Regions from separate parts of the Gossypium hirsutum genome. Here region 1 is linked to region 2. Evidence: chromatin contacts called from public Hi-C data. All regions are on one chromosome and are shown on one strand. Each heading gives the region's core, a stretch centred on a gene start, on an enhancer-like site or on the middle of the called end of the contact. The rest is flanking DNA. Distances are from core to core; before and after follow the strand shown. Region 1 has its middle 36 kb from the start of LOC107951790. Region 2 has its middle 9.2 kb from the start of LOC107951790.

The links. Hi-C and Micro-C count contacts between places; a contact is called where the count stands out from the background.
Region 1: a Hi-C map of leaf shows a contact between it and region 2, with 3 times the contacts expected there. The contact joins two enhancer-like sites. A contact is called at or near these places in 5 of 34 Hi-C or Micro-C datasets (anther and leaf).

What each region holds. Positions count from the first base shown.
Region 1 is chrD06:8,345,108-8,347,807 of Gossypium_hirsutum_v2.1, forward strand. No RefSeq gene overlaps it. Among protein-coding and RNA genes, the nearest start is that of LOC107951790, 36 kb to the left of the region's middle. Within about 2 kb of position 1,329, at least 2 of the 9 cell types and tissues checked have an H3K27ac peak or open chromatin away from gene starts, as enhancers often do. A contact at or near this core is called in leaf, where this site is marked.
Region 2 is chrD06:8,299,859-8,302,562 of Gossypium_hirsutum_v2.1, forward strand. No RefSeq gene overlaps it. Among protein-coding and RNA genes, the nearest start is that of LOC107951790, 9.2 kb to the right of the region's middle. Within about 2 kb of position 1,368, at least 3 of the 9 cell types and tissues checked have an H3K27ac peak or open chromatin away from gene starts, as enhancers often do. A contact at or near this core is called in leaf, where this site is marked.

The DNA.
Region 1 (2,700 bases), core at 79-2,578, 45 kb after region 2:
GAAATATTTTTTTGTCATTTATACGACCAAAATATTATGATCATGATCATTAAGAATTTAACGGGACCCTTCATCGCGAATCAGACTAAGAAATAGGAGGCGAGCCCCATTGAGTTCTTACACTTTCATGCCTATAACGTAGTTCGTCCCATTATCTATTATTCCATATTACAGGGACGAACCCAATCTAAAATATGAACCATAAAAGAAAATGCCTATTAAACTGATAGTTAATTGGACATTAGTTCATTTAGAAAAAGATTTAAAAATCATTTTTTTGAAAGTATGGTTAAAATAGGCCATAAATCCATTTATTCTTTAAAAGTCTGGTTAACAAAATAATATTAAAATAGGCCATCTATTTTTAGGAATATAGTTATCTACTTTTCATATTTAAAAATTCAGGTTAAGTTGCTAAAATTTTTAAATTTGTTGATGTTTCAAATTAAAAAAATATCCATTTGATAGTCATGTAAGTAAAAAAATGATGTTATAATGAATACGAATTTAACAAAATAATATTAACTGTGTGAATTGTTGGACCTGAATTTTAAAATTTGAAAAGTAAAAGAATTGAATTCTTAAAAATAAAAATAAAGAGACTAAATTTCAAATTTACAAAAAATATAGAAACTATTGATATATTTTAACCAAAAAGTAATTAATAATACTATAATAATATTTTCTATCTTTTTTATATTTATATAATAAATCTAAAAAAACTTCCATAATAAAATTTATACCTAAAATCAGTGGTGAAGTTAGGAGGCTGGTACGGGCTCGACCTCTTAAAATGAAATTTTTTTCATTTAGGTCCTTTTAAAATTTATAAAATTTTAAATTAATAATGGTAAAGTTGCACATTGACCATAAAATAATAAAAAATTAATTTAACCATATAAAAATTATAAAAATATAAACCATTAAAATAATGAAATTACATTTCTACTATAATAAAAATATACAATTTAATTCTAATCCGAAATTTTTTTCTTTTAGCTTCAACCCTGCCTAAAACTTCAACCTTCTCAAATTCAGAACTTTATCAGTTAATCGAAACTTTATTATATAAATATAATTTTAAAACAATTGTTTTTATATTACAATCTAATTACTATAAAAAAAGTCCGTAAAATAACAAAATCCAAATGGGGGAGCGTGAAAGGCACCGACGGAGGAATGAGAGTGGGAGATTTGGGAATGAATGAAGATTAATGGTAAATGAAATCAAAATTTAAATAGAAATTAAGGGCAAATGAATAAATAAAAAGAATTGATGTTCACATGGAGGCATGTGCAAAAGACCCCACCGTTGGAACGTTGGTGTTGGCAATAAGAGTACAGCCCGTTTTTCCCGGGACGGAGCCCGCTTTGTCTATATGCGCTGTTTTCCGGACACATTTATTTGTAACCATTTGCTAACCAAACAAAAATCAACGGGTCATATTTTAATATTATAGTAAAAATCAAAGGTACAGACATCAAGGCTTTTTCTTACATTTGCACCCACATATATTTACACAATTATAATTTATAAGAATTCAACATTTAATATTCTTAGCATCAATAACTGCTATTGTTGTTAAATCTTTTTTTTTACATACGAAACAACCTCTTCAACTTTTTTTATTTTATTACACCCTTAAAGTTTAGCTGGTATTCAAATAAGCCCTTATGTTTTTACTTAAAAACTGATTATTGATGTGATAAATATTAAATACTTTAAAATTCAGTACAAGTATACTTTTATGCAATAGATGTTTAGTTGGATTTAGGCTAAAGATTAAGTGCTTATTTAAGTACCGGTTAAAGTTTACGGATTTATTTAGATAGAAAAAAAAGTATAAGAGCGCTTGTAAATAAGGTAAAATAGTTTAATGGCTTTTTTGCATATTATCTTAAAAAACCAAATCCATGCAAAAACTAAGAAGGTTAAATAACATGTCATTATTATTTTTGGACAAAGTGCATTGTCTATTTAATGAGGTGGGTTTGATTTCAAAAGTATTTATTTGATTTGATAAATAAAAGTATTTTAATTGTTTAAATTCAAATTGAATAGAATGGAAGTGTAAAAATAAGGTCGCCGATTAAAATTGGAGCTATCAGATCAGAAACATTAAGAAAGAGTTGGTAGATTCATGATTCAATTAGCTGGCAATTAGAGATCTCCAATTACATTTTAGGCCTCCAATGCATGCATCTTTTTCACTAAAACATATAATTATTTACTATTTTATTTTTGATTTGATTTGATATTTGACTAATATAATCACTTTTGTTTTCAATTTTTATTTGATTTGATATTTGACCAATATAATCACTTTGCTTTATGAGAATTCTGAAAATTGGGTGTTGGTTGGTTGTGGAAAATTTAGTGGTTTCTGCGAAACAATATTTTTAGCTTTGGGTGGATGGATGGTCACTATAAAAAAGAAGTGAAAAAGGTGGTTACTAGATGAAGAAGAGAAACCATAAAAGAAAATTCATGTAATAGTAGTTATTTTTATTAATTAGTAAACTTACTTGTTAATATTTTTTTTTATAGATTGTAAACGATTGTTTATATAATATGACTGAGCTTTCATTGTCAATGCTTTTTCTCAACCATTCTTTTTACAACCAAGATGGAAATTACAATTTTTGAGCTCAAAGAGGAGAAAAAAAAAAAGAACACTTAGCGTAAGGGGAGATTTTCGG
Region 2 (2,704 bases), core at 118-2,617:
TAACATTTTACCAATGGAAGTATAAGTGCTGATATCTGCTGGAATTTTATCTACAAATATCAAGTAAGAGCTTTTTGAACCTCAAGACCAGAAGCCTGGAACCTACAAATGGGGGGGCACACTTTACTACAATAAAACAAAGTCAAAACAATTAAGATAAAAGGATCCAAAACAAAGTCTCATAAAAATTCAGCAAAGACAAGAATCTATACCTATAGAAAATTCCAAGTACCAAAACAACAGTTATATCATCCACTTTCTGTCTCTCTCTCTCTCTCTCCCCTCTTACAGTGTTACTGCAAATTTGGAGTAACTTTTTTTTTTTTTAAATATTCTTTGAGGATAAAAGAAGCAGTTTGCAGCAGAATTATAGCAATGGAAGCCTGCAACCACGAGAAAGATAGACCAGATACAGAAAAGGGTTATGAAATAATGGTTGTGCTTATAATTAGAAAATAATCAAGATACATCCAATGATAATTCAAGCTTGAACATCTCTCTATATCATTGAGAGAACAAAAATGCAAAAAAAAAAAGCCATTTAGGGTTAAGAAAAATCTTTGTTATTTAAATAAATAAAGAAAGGAAATAATTTATCTCCCTTTCACAGGCAAATCATGTCAAAGAAAAACTTAAACTCAGTGCATCAAAAACTCTTAAAGTGGATTAGAAAGACAAAAGAGAGAGAGAGAGAGAGAGAGAGAGAGAGAGAGAGAGAGGGTAAGATGAAATCAGAAAAACAAATAATCAAGCACACAGAGTAGCATTTTCAAATCCCAGAACAGATGGATCTTGAAAATTTCTCTTTGACCCTGTCCGTATCTTCCCACAGCTTTATTGAACCGCAACGACATACATACATACCCATATACCGCCTATATAAGCAACACAAAATAACAAGGAAAGTAAGACGAAGTTGCAGTTCAAGAAAGCTGTGGAAGAATACAAAGAGGGCCATGTTCCTTTGTTTATCTTTAATGGTCGTCAGCCATTATAATGATAAAACCCTAAAAGCTCCAAAGACAGCCATGTCTGTCTAAACGAAGAGAAAAAAAAGGTAAGAGAAAGAAGAAAAGGGGGAGATAATAGGATGTAAAGGGATGAGAGAAGATAGGGTATTTATAGCAGAAGCGAGGGCGTCTTTTTCTTTTTTTACCACCAATCCCAAGAAGAATATTGGGAGGGATTGAGGGAGGCTCATTAAGATTTACTGAATCCTAGCTTTTTACTATTTCTTTTATTATTCCAACTTATTTTTTATGTTATAAATTAAAAAGCTGACTACGTTTGTTTCGTTTTGATCCCATTAACCCTAACAGGGGGAGATTTATTATTTCTTTATAAATTAACGTGTGGCTTGGATGCATATCGCCGGATCTGACGGTGCCTGTTACCCTAGTGGGGGCAAACATGTGGGCCCCCCTGTTTAGATCTGTCCATACATTTGCAACAAATTAACCGCCCACTCGCTCTGACGGCAACTGCATTTTACGGATTTCTGTTCCAAAATACACATTCATTATATTTATTTATCAGCCATTAATATTTTTGAAATTTAATAAAAACTCTTTATAAACAAAAACAAATTTTTACGTCAAATCAAGCAAATATTATTATATAAATAATAAATTTTAATTCTAAAAAAGTAGTAAAAGTAATATCTTAATATAAAATTATTTACAATTTTAATTCAAAAATAATTCGATCATAATTAAATAAATTGTTAGCACTCATTTTATTCAACATTGTTAGAAAGATTTTATTTGAGTATGGCAACACTCAATTTAAAATAAATAAGAATGCTCGTGATTATAAAAAAAATAAATTATTAGAAAGAATAAGAGATAAGAGAATTCATTAATATTATTAATTGCAAATTTTATTAAGGTGTGGTCTCAACAATAGCCAACCTGGGAAATAAATGATCAAATGTAGTACACTACAGTGGTTTGGTGACTATATCAGCTACTTGATCTGCGAAATAAAGATGTTTGACCTCAATCTTTATGTTTTGCACTTGATAACGCATAAAATAAAAATCAATGGCAATACGTTTCATCAACTTGGCAATATGTAGTGCTAGTACTATCACAAAGAATTCGAGGAAAAAAACGAAGAGGAAAGCAAAGTTCTCGAAGAAGATGGGTGATCCAATTTATCTCATCAAGAGCAATAGCAAACGAAGAGGTGAGAGTGGTTGATAAGGCAATTGTTAGATTTGGTACTTTGAGTGTAGTATATTCATTTGTAAATTTGTAATTTTTTTTGAACAGATTGATTAATAAAACAAATTCATTGATTACATTAATATACTTTGTATAATTGTTCTTACATAGTTTTTGCATGCAAAGTAAAATGGAAGCAAATGTTGCTCATTGGTTGTCTAAATGTTTAACTAATACTAAGCGGTATTATATGGTCGAATCGTAGTACGGAAAGACAACTTGTATTAGTAGACGAACCTAAGCATGTCCTTAGTCTAATCGGAAATGAGCAAACCAATTAAAAGACTAATATGTCGTCTATCAAGTCCAATTGGGAAGATGCCTTGTCTTAGGCATTGGAGCGACTGATTCTCAGAAGATAGAGACATAGATGTGACTGACTGGACTGATAGTACATCAGGCATGACCCAAGCAGAATAGATCCTGAATCCATTTATGAATTTATTTACTTGTGACGTTCATAGTGCGACATACTTAAA